Regions from separate parts of the Hordeum vulgare genome. Here region 2 is linked to region 1. A link is a contact called in public Hi-C data. All regions are on one chromosome and are shown on one strand. The core of a region is the stretch at or near the end of the contact, and the rest is flanking DNA. Distances in the headings are between cores, read along the strand shown.

Evidence for each region. Hi-C and Micro-C count contacts between places; a contact is called where the count stands out from the background.
Region 2: a Hi-C map of seedling shows a contact between it and region 1, with 5 times the contacts expected there. The contact joins the promoter of LOC123401165 here to the promoter of LOC123402276 in region 1. A contact is called at or near these places in 2 of 6 Hi-C or Micro-C datasets (leaf and seedling).

The regions. Positions count from the first base shown.
Region 1 is chr6H:439,926,275-439,933,738 of MorexV3_pseudomolecules_assembly, forward strand. It overlaps LOC123402276, which reads right to left and starts at 4,893. Exons shown (of 2, transcript XM_045096177.1): 1 at 4,312-4,893; 2 at 2,433-2,911. The coding sequence starts at 4,818. The coding sequence ends at 2,636.
Region 2 is chr6H:440,111,826-440,119,289 of MorexV3_pseudomolecules_assembly, forward strand. LOC123401165 (zinc finger CCCH domain-containing protein 17) reads left to right here and starts at 2,614. Exons shown (of 9, transcript XM_045094896.1): 1 at 2,614-3,318; 2 at 3,392-3,487; 3 at 3,582-3,671; 4 at 3,760-3,861; 5 at 3,962-4,108; 6 at 5,015-5,134; 7 at 5,243-5,302. The coding sequence starts at 2,869.

The DNA.
Region 1 (7,464 bases), core at 3,643-6,142:
ATATTGGATCCTACATATTCTACGAAGATCTTATCGTTTGAACCTCAGTGCAAAGGATTCGTATAATCCCGTATGTCATTCCCTTTGTCCTTCGGTATGTTACTTGCCCGAGATTCGATCGTCAGTATCCGCATACCTATTTCAATCTCGTTTACCGGCAAGTCTCTTTACTCATTCCGTAATACAAGATCCCGCAACTTACACGAAGTTACATTGCTTGCAAGGCTTGTGTGTGATGTTGTATTACCGAGTGGGCCCCGAGATACCTCTCCGTCACACGGAGTGACAAATCCCAGTCTTGATCCATACTAACTCAACTAACACCTTCGGAGATACCTGTAGAGCATCTTTATAGTCACCCAGTTACGTTGCGACATTTGATACACACAAAGCATTCCTCCGGTGTCAGTGAGTTATATGATCTCATGGTCATAGGAATAAATACTTGACACGCAGAAAACAGTAGCAACAAAATGACACGATCAACATGCTACGTCTATTAGTTTGGGTCTAGTCCATCACGTGATTCTCCCAATGACGTGATCCAGTTATCAAGCAACAACACCTTGTTCATAATCAGAAGACACTGACTATCATCGATCAACTGGCTAGCCAACTAGAGGCATGCTAGGGACGGTGTTTTGTCTATGTATCCACACATGTAAATGAGTCTTCATTCAATACAATTATAGCATGGATAATAAACTATTATCTTGATACAGGAATTATAATAATAACTATATTTATTATTGCCTCTAGGGCATAATTCCAACACGTACATGGACATAAGTGTCCCAGAGCCGTCGGTGGAGTCGTGACCTCACTCGGGCAAGCGTGTCTTCACTCGGCTTGCGGAAGGTCACTCAGATCATATCGTGCCAGTCGGATGTGCCCCGGCAATCGGACTACAACAAGGTGTGAGCAACACAGAGACTGCGACAGCTACAGACTTAAACTATCACATGAAGTGTAGTGAAGACATGTGTTACCAATAACGCTAGAGTTAGAGTTGTCGTTACTAGTAACTTCCGTAGTTATTAGTATTAACTCGCCCTTGTAATGAGGCTCAACTAGTCATGGCGCACTCTATATAATCCACTCCTGAGATCCTGACCAAGGGTTCAGCATCCTGTATTATCACACACCCCATAAGCAAATGTCAGCCCCACGGCTTGAGACGTAGGATTGTTACCACTCCTGAGTAGGGCACGAACTCATACATTCGAGTGTATCCACTGCGCCCTAGCTAGGCTCCGCCCCTCATTCGTACCCTTGGTATTATTGTCAGGATCATTCCCACGACAACCAGCGCGATTCAATGTCGGTCGGCCGATATAGATCGTTTCCTAAACTAAAAGTAGATGTGGGCATGTGGCATGAGCAGGAAAGACGAACCTCGAAGTATGAATCCGTTATTTACCGAGACTCCTTACATTTTCAATGAGCCAAAAGAGTAACCACCAGACCCCCAAGACCCCTTTTTGCGAGGCGCCTTGGGTGCATGGCAGGAAACCTATTGATATTATACCTCTCGTCCACGAGGCTACCACAGGAGAAAAAATGGAAGGCGAGAGACGCTCTCAAGGAAGGAGCCTGGATTAACAAAATCAAGATGATTATCAACTTCTCTATGACACACATTCGTCAATTTGTTGAACTCTGGATTCTAATCTCGAATTTCCCGCTTGAGGAGCACGCGGACGATGAGATTACTTGGAAGCATGCTACGGATGGTCAATACTCGACAAGGACGGCTTAATTCGCGCAATTTCTAGGAATGGTACACTTCCCTATGGATCACATGGTTTGGAAGGCTTGGGCACCGTCCAAGGTGAATTTCTTCACTTGGCTGGCCATACAAGACGGAATCTGGACAGCTCATAGGTTGGCCCGTCATGGATGGACAAATTGTCATCTCTGCCCCTATGTAAAATAGAACAAGAATTTGGGCTACACCTTTTCGTCAAATGCCGATTCATCGAGTGCCTATGGAATATGGTCAATGAGTGACTACATTTAGAAGACCTTAACTCATCTAGTTGGCAGCTTGACGGCTCCATTAAAGCATGATAGGTAATAGATCAAGCAAGATCACACCCCACCGGAAGGTCATGGCCTCCCTCATCATGCTAATGATATAGGCCATTTGGAACGAACGGAACGCTCGGGTCTTTCGACGGAAGAGTGTGCCTCCAACAGCTTTGCTCAACAACATCAAGAATGAAGCCATCCTTTGGGTATCTGCCAGGGCGAAGAAATTGGGCAACAACATATCGGGAGAGTAACACTCTTTTGTTTTCAGTTGCGAGGTGTAATTCAAACTCTATTCTTTCTTAATTAATACGAGGCAAATCTTTTGTCTCGGATTCAAAAAGTAAGAAAGACACATGATCATGTAATACCTCTTGTGGAGAGAGCTGAGCCGGTTAATCTGAGTGAACTTCCCAATTAACAATAAAATGACAGATAAATCACGGTGACAACATCAAAATATTTGTTTCCCGTTTCAACATACTTGTAATAATTTATATACAGTTAATTATTCGCCCAGCAACAAGGACTCGATGATCTTCCTTTGTGTGATTTAGGCGTTTCACCAAGCATCCGAGATTTCTAGACCACCAAACTGGCACGATCATGCAGCGCCGGGGATGGAGATGGTGGCGTTCAAATAAGCAATGCACTCTGTTGGCAGGTTGAGGAAGGTGTTCATGAATACATCATCGATGGGGTCGAGGACGGCCACCCCGACCAGCTTGCATCTCCCTCCACCGTCCAATCTTTCGCCAGTTCCACGTCTTATGGCTCCACTGGACTCCTCAGACGTCAGTGTTGTGTCGACGAACAACGGCGGAGCTTCATAGATGCTCCCAACCGTGAAACAGAACCTCGACCTGAACTTCAGGTCGACCTGAAACGTGTATACGCATGCATAGGTCATGCCATGATCATGATCGTTTTCTGTGGCCATATAAATTCCAAGCAAGAACTTCTTCTAAATACCCTGGTCGCAGGCAAACTACTAAATCTCTTATCGTCGCTCCCAAAAAAGAAATCCGTTAGAGCATCTCCAAGATGCCGTGTTAAAAAACGTGTGCGGTAAAACTCTACTTTAATGCGTGAGGGACGATTTCACGCGCTCCAACAAAGACGGTAAAATCAGGCATGCGGAAAACAATTGCACGTGCGCGGAAAAGCGAGCGAGCTGATGCACGCCGTCCAACGCATCTATAAAATGCAGCCCCCGCCGCGCGCCGTTCCGATGAAACCGTCGCCCCCTTGCCTCGCCACGCACCCTCCCTCGTCTCGTCACGTGCCCTCCTTCGTCTCGCCACGCGCCCCTCTGCCTCTTTTTTCGCCTCGCCGCCGCGTCGCCGAGGAACTTCGGGCTACCGCGGCGTCCACGCGCCCCCCTCCGCCACCTTCTACGCCGATATCCGATCCGGCGACATACGCCTCGGACTCGGCACGTTTGAAACCGTCGAGGATGCCGCCCGCGCGTATGATGCGGCAACATGATGCCTCAACAAGCCTCGTAGGAAGATGAGTTTTCCCAAGGTGATGACGATGGAGTGGGCACAGAACCTCGTGCCTCGTCCACGGTTGTCATCGAAGAGGACCGTCGTCGAAACCGGAGGCAGCAGCGCCGCCTCAGCATTGCAGAGATGGACAAGCATGCCAAGGCGAAGTGGCGCCGACAGTTCTCGCATGACGTCCTCAAAGAACGTGAATTCTTCGTGCAACGGAGGGCGGAGTAAGCCGCCTACCGCGAAGATAGGCATAAGCGGAAGCAAGTCGCATTCTTTTAGATGGACCTGAAGGAATCGTCGATTTGATTCTTCGATGATGAACACTCGGTTGACACCTTCATCACGATGGAGGAATTGAACACCGACGCGTCGGAGTCCGAGGATGACGAGAAGTAGACTTCTATCTATCTAGACTATCTGTCTATGCTATGTATTTTTTTATCATTTTTCATCGTTTTCTATCTATCTAGGCTATCTATGATATGTATCGTTTAAAAACTATGCTTGTATTGTTTTAAAATTATGCTATGTATCGTCTGAATTGTCTATGTTTGATTAAAAATGCATGTTGCAAGAGTTAAGTTTTTGCGCGTCTGCTGTAATGCAACGCGCGTCAAATTTTACGGTTTTCGTTGAAGTTAGCGTTCACCGGGGCGTTAAAATTAAATATGTGTACGCTTTAGACTGATTTTTTGTACGGCCGCGCATTGGGCGCATGGTGAAGATGCTCTTATATGGACTGGTAACAAGTAACAACACATGGACGCAGTGCAAAGGTTACCTGACCAGTTTTCCGATCGATGCTCCCGCGCAGAGCCTCGGGCAAGATGTCGATCTTGAGGAACGGCGGCAGCGGCAGCCCTAGGAACCTGGTGGTGGCGCCGGACATCGCCGGGATGTACAGGCTCGACACGTCAAAATCGACGAGTATCGTGCCATCCGCCGCGCCGCTCGCGACACGCCCGGCGCCCACGCCGCGGCCGCCCTGTGCGTTGTAAGCGAAGTCCGGGTACCGGGAGATGCCGAGCCGGCAGCCTTCGCGCGTTAGGAACTCGACGCTGAACGTGTCGGCATCGGGCCGAGCCCGCGGCGCCGCGACGGTAGGGGCAGGTTGCTGCTCGCCTTGGCCGGTGGATGCCGCCGAGACCGCGTGTTTGCCGCTGGGTCGCGGATGTAAAGGTCTTGCCCGTGAACCGGAGGCGCATGGTTTCCTGGGGTTAGCGAGCTTTTGCAGGGCTGGGCCTGGAAGGCTCCACGAGGAGGTGCTGATACCGCCTGGCCTTGCCATTTGGAGTCTGCGCAGCTGCAGCGATGAAGAAGAGGGACCCGGACTTGTGGCTGTGCGATGGACCTACGGAAACCTTATCGCTTATTAGTCTTTTTTTTTAAACACAGTATAGATATGCACATTCAATTTTTTTATATGAACACACGCGTGCTATCATCCCATGAACATCCTTAACAGACTAATCTAGAATATCGTTTTAAGACTGAAGTCATTACACATACCACATAGTCGACGGAAACGTCTTCTCTCGCTGGACGGACATCGTTCAAAATACTGAAATGAAATTCAAAGAGAATGCAAGTATCGGGATTAGAACCCTGATGGGTTAGGGATATCACTGTCCTCATAACTATCCAACCACGGTATGATTCGCTATCCCTTGTTAGGTTCTGGTTGGATGCAAAGTACATGTAAAACTTCAGAGTTTTCTCTTTGCATGGTAACGTGTGTCATTTATATCAAAAGAATCATAGTATGGTGCATATGTTAGCTTAGAATTGTTCGGGCATTCATTGATAGTGATATTTGAAGTTTTAGGTTTACAAGTCATGTCATGTGTACACTGACTTGATAAAACTGAAAAGACACGAGAACGTTGACCTTTGCATAAAGGAACACTAGTGTAAGAAAGAAAATTATAAGCAAGACCAAAGAATCCCTTGAGCTTGACACCATCGCACATCACCTCCCTCTGACACCACCACAACAGCCATCAAAGTAAATAATGACGGATCACATCCTCACCCGAGTTCGATGCGGCTACATCGCTGATATGCAGCTTTGCGGACCTCCAAGATGGCAAAGCCCCAGACAAAGCCATTGTCGCTGATATGCAGTTCACCCAAGGCAAAGCCATTGTCGTTGAACGAATTAGACTTGGGCAACACCCCAGACAAGCCATCGGACTCCAGATTCGGCATCCATCCACGACTAAGACGTCGTCGAGGAAACCATCCCAGACAACCATGAACCACGAACCCAACACATGATCCACCATATTTCAGATGTCTCGATGCAGACCACAATCTACATCCTCTCCTAAACTAACTTCCAGACTTAGCGATGGTGCTTGCGCAAACATTATTGCAATGGCGGTAACATAGCCAATCAGTGGTTTGCTAGGTTGTGAACAGGTTGAAGGTTTTCATGGCAATGTTGAGATGCTGATATTTAACAGGTGGTAGGCAACGAGACATAGCGATAGAAACGAAACAACTAGCATGGCAATGATAGTAATGGTATCTAGGAAAATGGTCATCTTGCCTGAGATCCCGCTTGTAAGAAGAACCACTCCGTGAAGGAGACGAGCCGACGTAGTCAAACGGACCCTCACACTCCGAAGCGGTCGGAACTCTATCGAGACGAAGCAAGCCGGAAACAAGGATCAACACACGATATTCACCACGGCACATGCACGACATAATGCACAACACATATGATGCATGATCAGTCTAATGCAAGGCATGCCATGGCAATTCACAACAATCAAACACTACACATTAAGTGAAGCTCAATATGCAACGAGTTGCATATTGACGAAGCTCCACATACGAATTATTTAGTTCACTCTGGTTTACATACACGGCAATATTAAATGTTGTTAAACATGGAAAGAGGTGAAGCGTAATTAATCTACCAATCTAGGCTTTTTAAATAAGGTCGGAAACATTATATAGCATCTCCGAAATGACCCCATGTGTTACTTTCTAAATCTGTCCAGATTTTTCCTAATCACATTTTATGTTTGTTAAACGTCAAAACCAAGGGATTCATGTGAAACTACACGTCGTCCTAGTCCATTTACATATATGGAACATCTCCAACGGAGCTACGGTTCAAAAGGTACGAACACTGCAAGATATGATGTCATGAATGCAATATGTATGCTATGACAGTCACAAGCACTCCAAAACATGCAAGCAGCAAGAAAATAAGAACCTACACGAGATTCTAAGCAAGTTTCATATAAGACACGATCAAAACAGAGAAACGGTTCAACAAATACAAGCTAAACAAGAAATAGCTACAATCTACGCAATACAGCAACATGGCATATTCTACACCCTAAAATAGCAAGCTACTTAACTCTAAAATGCTCAAACAAGACATCAGACGATAGAGGACAAGATGCACTACAACATACTACTAATAACATCTAGCATGGCAGCATGGAACACCAGGAAAAGAACTCACAAAATGGCATCTCGCACACAGTTTCAGACTTAGTGAAAATAACACTATTGACAATGCAGTTTACGATCTGAAGGCATATTGACAGCAGCAAAACTATATGCTACAGGGCACCGAATGACATGAAAATTTACAGCATGCTATAGAATCTTATGCACTACAAATAACTCCATTGCACGAACCTCAAAGGAGCTGTAGATCACTAGCCAAACTCATAGCAACACATCAACAAAATATTACAGATCTCAGACTTAGAAATATTTCAGCATCTCCAAAACAACACTATTTTCTAGCATGTTGGCAACAAGCAAACAACACCTAAACATGGATTTCTATTGCAACCAAAATTACCAGGGGCTAGCATACATATCCAAGGGCATATCTCTAGTTCACAACTCATGCATATCACCCACGGGATAAATCTCACAAAATAAACAAGAGGGCAACATGGCAAAA
Region 2 (7,464 bases), core at 1,364-3,863, 180 kb after region 1:
TTTTTAATTTCGATTTCCATGGAGCTCGGCCTGGAAACGTCCGTTCTCTTCTTCACCACCTTATATTGTTCGGTTATATGCACTGTCTGCCATGGTTGCTTTATAAGTATATATAACAGGAGGAAAACGTGTCTATCAAAACCGAAAATTTTCTTTTTCATCTCTCCCTAATAATAAAGCAGCTACTACTTCTGCCGTACGTCGTCAAGGTAGTTTTGCAAAAAGGCACTTGAGATTTTAGGTGTTTAACCCACAGTCCTTGTTTAAGTGGTATCTGAGAAAACATTTCCGTTTTGCAAATTAACCCATGCATCTTGTGAGAATTCCACCCGCACTCCTTTGTTCTATCTTCTCTAGTGGCAGAGAAGGTGGAAAGGGGAATAACTTCTGCTCGGCTCGTCGGCGAGCGTGTTGCATGAGGCTTCACGACTAGGAGGCCAGTGGGCGTTGTGCGCTTACAGGGGGGCGGGTAGGCCGAAGGCAGAGCGCCTAGAGGGGGCTCGTGCAGGAGAGACCGAGAGGGCCGGAGGTGGAGGGGATGGCCGAAGGCTCACGGCAGGGGAGAGAGGGCCGAGAGAGTCGGCCCGATGAAGGGGGGACTGAGAGAGAGAGAGAGAGAGTGTGCGTGTGAGCCGGAGAGGGGCGGTCGCCGGAGCCGGACCTCCAGAACAACGACGCGACAATCTGGATGGCACAACGGCTTTGACCCCGGAGAACGACGATAGATGGCTGCCAACAGACGGATCCGGGCGAAGGAGGCTCTGAGAGGCGCATGGAAGGCTGTCAAGGTTGGGGGCGCCGGATCCAGAGTTCGCGATGGTGAGAGATGGGGAGAGGGTAGAATCTTGCCAGGATGAGACGAGTCAGAGAAGCGGCAACGCGTGCGAAACAGAGCATGAAGGTCGCTCCTTTTTAGGAGGCGACGACGGACGACAGAGCTCGCGGCCGCGACCTTCTCGGCTCCTGCTAGCGTGGTCGCTCAATTCGCTCCGCGACGCGATGTCCCATTGATGGCAAGGCGTTCTGCAACGCACCAGTCCGCAATGGAGGCGACATTCATGGTGCAGCCGTGGCTTTCAGCGCGCACCGCGGGGGAAGTGCTACCGAAGACCGGCTTGGCCCCGAGCCGTGGCCTTCAGCGCGCACCGCGGGGGAAGTGCTACCGGACACCGGCTTGGCCCCGATGCTGCTACTCCCAGATGGTGGCACCCATGACCAGGCTCCCAGCAGAGGCGCACATCGATGACGGCTTTGAACAGGCCGCCCCGCCATGGTTGTGCAGTGGGTGATTTGCCGGCGTGCTGGTGTGGGGATGCACGGAGGGACGGATCCCGGCAGTGGCTGCCACCGCGGTCGGGCACTAAGTACTGGAGTGCTTCTTGGGTGCAGCACGAGCGGCTGTTGTGAGGAGCACGACCAGGCATCAACGCTTGTCTCCTCTTCTATGTAGCAGCACGAGGAATGGTGATGTTTTGGATAAGGGTCATGCAGTGCGCAGCTCGGTGGAGATTTAGTGCCTATTGCTATTTTTTGATCAATAGTTGTTGGTAGATGTACACAGACTCGAAGCTGTTGGATACTTCGGTGCTCATCCCCGTTGGATTTATATGCGGTTGTTCGTGACGTTCCAACAAACTATTATTTGCTAGATGTTCCTTTTCACATTAGTTCATTATAATTATTTGATTGTACCGCCTCATAGAGCATCTATAACCGGACTTAACAAATCTGACCTCTTTAACTTTCATGGAAACGTCTGGACGCATCTGCGGACGTTGATCAGTTAAGCCTCAAATAACGAGTTCTATAACCGGATACTTTAAATTAGAAACCTTAAATCTATATTATTACATGCAACATAAATCTAATATTAAGCGGGGTTCGTTCGGGTCCGTCGTGTCCATGCCCGACGGCTAGATATGCCCTTCGTAGTGTCCGTCCGGCCGTCAGCGAGGTAGAATAGGACATGGGACACTAGGCGGCTCATAAAAGTCGAGCTCCCGCCGTCTCCCATGTCCAACTCTTTCTTAAATTTATCACTTAGTGTTACTACAGAACAATCCAACCGTCAACTTCAAAGTTAGTATAGGGAACTACAAGATCATTTTTAAGGAGCATGAGTTAGTATAGGGAACTACAAGATCATTTTTAAGGAGCATGTCTACGTGCTCCAACACTAGCGCATTCATGAATATTTGTTTATAATTTATACAAAAAATTATCCGGACTTATTTAAAATTATAATCATTCTGATGATCCTATTTTATAATGTTTGTATAAGTAAAATCGAATTTCATGGCTAAAAGAAATACTCAATGTAACCTTACTTTTAATGCTTGCAAAAATTAGATTAAAATAATATTGCATAATAACATATAAAGAAAATTATATTTAATATTTCGCCCAATGCAACGCACGGACATTTGTATTACTTTATACTTTCTTTGTAAATTAATATAAAAATGTTTAGATCACTAAAATAGTGTTTTAAATACTTTTATAGTTTACCGAGGGAGTACATAACGAAATGGTGTATGTACTTCCATCAGGCGGTTCGCTTCGTCGGCGTCTGCCAGCCTGCGGGGCACCGGCCACGTTGTATTAACCGGAGCCGGCCCAACCTTCCGCCCGCGAGCTAAACCCGACCAAGGGGAAAGCAGGGCCACCGTAAGCGCCTCCTCTCCCCGCTCCGATCCGGATCTCCCCATCCATTCCGGCGAGCCCTCGCCGCGTCGCTTCCACGCGACCCTACCTCCTAAATAAATTCAACATCCCCGCCGCTGCTCCCGTCAAACCCCGAATACCATCTGACTACTTCCTCCTCTGCCCGCGCCGCCTCCCGAGCCCAACAAACCCTAGGCGACGCCCATGGACTTCGAGGCCGACGGCCGCTTCGGCAACAAGCGCGTGCACAACCGCCTCGGACCGGCGCCCGGCGCCGCCTCTTCGTCTTCCTCTACCAAGGTCTGCATCCATTGGCGCGCTGGGCGATGCAATCGCTTCCCCTGCCCCTTCCTCCACAGCGAGCTCCCTGAGGCGGCCACCACCAAGCGCCCGAACCAAAGGGATGGCCCTGGTGGGCACGTCTGGCGTAACCCCAACTCAGGAGGAGGGGGGCGCGGCGGCGGCGGTGGCTACAACAAATGGGGGAGGGGCCCCGGAGGTGCAGACGGTGGCGTGAGGCACAAGGTGCCCGACCGGCCCTGCAAGTTCTTCCTCGCCGGAGACTGCACCTACGGCGAGAAGTGCCGCTACCCCCACACATATTGCATGAGCAATAGCATCACGCTGCTCACCCCTCTCCAGGGCCACGAGAAGGTACTTCATCTACAGATAAGACCGTCTAGTAAAATTCGAAACGTCGCTGATCAAATGCTGTGCGTTCCTTCAGGTTGTGACAGGGATCGCACTGCCTGCTGGGTCAGACAAGCTGTATTCTGGGAGTAAGGATGGAACGGTGCGCCTTTGGGATTGTCAAACTGGACAGGTAGCCGAGGCATCATTGAATTGTATCCTTGGAAGGATTGTGTGTTCTGTATGACAATTTTCAGTACCTTTGTTTTCTATATGGTGTGTGATAGTGTGCTGGTGTCCTCCCCGTGGGGGGTGAGGTTGGGTGCATGATCAGCGAGGGGCCATGGGTGTTTGTTGGAATACCTGATGCTGTGAAGGTAGGAAATGGTGCTTGAGATTTGGGATTTTAACCCAATGCTATTGCTGTCCCACATGTGTGTCTGACTGTATGAACTGTCGCTGCAGGTTTGGAATATGCAAACTCAAGCAGAAATGAACCTTACCGGGCCGACTGGACAAGTCTATGCACTTGCAGTTGGCAATGAGCTACTCTTTGCGGCAACACAGGTAAACTTCCTTCCTTTTGTCTTGTCGTTGGATCTAACATTTGTCTTGGCAAATATATTTTTTGTTAATGATGTATTCTCTCGTATTACACTTGGTGTAGGATGGAAGGATTTTGGCATGGAGATTTAGCGCCGTGACAAATTGTTTTGAGCCAGCTGCTTCTCTTACCGGGCACCAGCTTGCTGTTGTTTCGTTAATAGTAGGAGGCATGAGACTTTACTCTGGCTCAATGGATAAAACCATTAGAGTAAGGATTGAGAATTTGTGCACTGTTGTTCACACATTCTTAGATACACTTGATGTAGTAGGATTTGATGCATGCATCAGATCATGAATTTCTGTTAGCTTGTAGTAACACTTCCATCACTTTAGGTCAACATCTGTTTTATACTCTCTGTTTCTTCTAATGGTGGATCATGGAAGTTTACAATGCACAAGCAAAGTAGGCCCATGTATTGTACATAGTTATACACTTCTGACTTTTGTCATCAATTTAAGAGGTAGGCATATTGGTAATTAGTTCATCTGGAGATACGAGTCAGCTGTAAAACAGATGATGCCTTAGAATTGTGCTACTGTGTAGTCAAAATAAATGCAACTATACAAGCAAAGCTGGCACCTAATGGTTGTGCAGATCTGCATCAGGTTAGGCACTGTTACTATGGGTGTTGCAGGCCTGCATCACATATAACTTTAGATTTTAGAGTGGGTGCTAACTTCAATAACTTACTGTGAGTTTACATGTACATTTTATGGTGATATCTCAACCAACATGTGGAACATTTATAACAGGTATTTTGAAAAATAAATATATCATCTACCGTAGTGGAAAGCCTCCAATCCCAACAAATAAAATAAAATACCTCACTGCTGTAACACTTACAAATGGTGTATGAATTCTGATGCTATGGAAACTCTGTTATTTCACTGTTGCTGTTGAAGTTCTCATAGTAATTTTGGTATCCCCAATCTTGTTTCAACATGAAGTATCTCTTGTTTGTTAATGTGCATAATTTTCAGTCACCTGGACTTATTTTGCTTCACGCGACAGATGGTACTTTAGCATTACATTGTTCAATTAAGATCAGACATGTTGTCGTTTTGGTATACTCCCATTCTACAAATATTATTAAGAAAATGACAAATATTTCAGGTATGGGATCTAGCAACGTTGCAGTGCATACAGACTCTTTCTGATCATACGAATGTAGTTATGTCTCTACTATGCTGGGATCAGTTTCTGTTATCTTGTTCTTTGGATCAAACAATAAAAGTTAGTCTCAATCCTTGTCTCCTTGTTATCGAATGATTTGTTCTTACATTCCAATTACATATTTATCCTTTTCAATCAATTCATACTTCTAAGTTCTATTTTTCTTAGGTCTGGGCAGCTACAGAAAGTGGAAACTTAGAAGTAACATATACACACAAAGAGGAGAATGTATGTGCTCCGACACTCTTATACAGTTGTCATGTTGTGTGATTGCAGTTTGGTTTTGTCACAACCTTTCCTGTTAACTTCCGATTCGTCCTTTCTTGACCCTTTTTTATGTGTAGCGCTGTTCTTACTTATTTATGTCCTGCCTCATCAGCAATATACAGTACAATTAATAATCTTATAAGATCTTGTTTACGCTCCTTTGAACTTACCATTAGGACTTCCTCGTCATATGCTAGCTAAACATCTTCAGAATTTCGCACATGCAAGCTCAACGTCTACATGGTGTCAGGAATCTACATACGTCAATGCATGCCAACTTGTCTACCATTGAACTTGGATATTTAAACCAGACCAGTGAGTGAACTGGTCAAATGACTGTTAAGTTCAATAATGTTTTTTTAATGCTGCATTCACTATTATTTGGTTGATATACAAGCTATCGCGTTTACATACCTAAGGTCCTCGAAGCAAGGGTTAATTTGATAAATACTATTACAATTCAGCGTATTTGAAAAATGACACTACAAAAATTAATGCCAACTTCTAATAAGCACCTGGATGCCATTAATTAGCATGAACACACTAAAATGCCAATTTATGTTTCTTCTGTTTCAGTTAAGCTGCCACTCCCTCCTTCCTCTTACATCCTATCTTCCCCACCACCAGTGGCAGTGCTCTAGCAAGCTCGCCCTCCTTCCTACTCTCCTTCTTGTATCTTCTCCATCTTCCCTCCTGTCCTTTATGTCCAGACCCAACTGTAGAAGCCGACATGCTGGGCTGTGAAGCGTGAACAGATCTGGAGCACGGAGAAATTCATATTTCCTTTTTCCATGAAAAAAAAGGGGCAGGGAGCAAGTGTGGCTGGGTAAAGTGGGATAGCAACTACCCATGGAGAAACGAGAATAATAGGCGATGGGTAAAACACTGGATTGTTGCGAACTTCGTGACTGCATGGTCGGTGGTGATGGGCTTCGCCATCACAGAGGTGGCAACCATGAGCCCATGAGAGTGAACCGATGAGGTGAGGGTTGGAGAAAGGGAAGAAAGGAGCAGGCGGGGACATTTTGGTCTGGGAATTATCAGAATGACATATCTAAGTGTTTTTTTGTTGTGGCCTTTCTCAATTATGCATAGTTAGTTGTGTCATTTATCGAATTAACCCAAACAGGTTCATACCTGGCACGTGATCTGGTTTCAATAATTATGGTCTAAAAAACAACACCCCAGGTAGAAATAAACTACCTTGACAAAGAGATAACTGCTGAAAGAACTATAACCAAGGAAATGTGGGCAGCTCTCGGGTTGGATGGCCTGATTGATCATGCATGTGATGTTGACCTTGCTGGAGAAGCAGTGCTGGAATTCTTGCTTAAACAGGAGAATCTCGTTCCACTCACCAGTTCTTGGTCTCAGAAAACTTGATCTAATTGTTGCTGTTGGGTCATGGGATTTATGGTGGGAGCGTAGGAAACTGGTACATGGGGAGGCCACTCAGACGCCGGCTCAGATAGCTATGGCGGTCAGATCATTGGTTGCAAATTATGCAGCGGCCTACTCACCGAAAGCAGCTGTTAAACGGGGTGGTTGGACACCTCTGAGAAATTTCGTTAAACCAAATGTGGATGTGGCATTTGACGCAGGTACACTGCAAGGAGCTGTTGGTGCTGTTGTTCGTGATGGCTCGGGGAAATTTATAGCTGCTGCTAACAGCCGTATGGAATGGTGCTCTGATGTGCTAACAGCCGAGGTCACAGCAATGAAGCATGGGCTGAACCTAGCACAATCCTTAGGATGAAATCGATTGCTTGTCAACTTGGATTGCTTGGATGTAATCTCGGCGCTGAAGGATTTGCTGGAGTAGGCGCGGCGATCTTTGATGACTGCTATCACATTGCTTATGAATTCCTACAAATTCAGTTCGAGCATTGCTATAGATAAGCAAATTTTGCTGCTCATGAACTTGCTAGGCTAGCTAGGTTCTCACTGACTACTAGTGTATGGATGGACAATCATTGGCATCTAGTGTTCCTTTGCTTGTAAGTGATGTAACACTTACTACCAATGAATGAGAAGGAATGATGATTTCAGAAAACCACCTTGACAAAGAGATTGCTGCTCCTGAAAAGGAAGAACTACGTAAAACAAGAAGCTTCAGTAAGCCA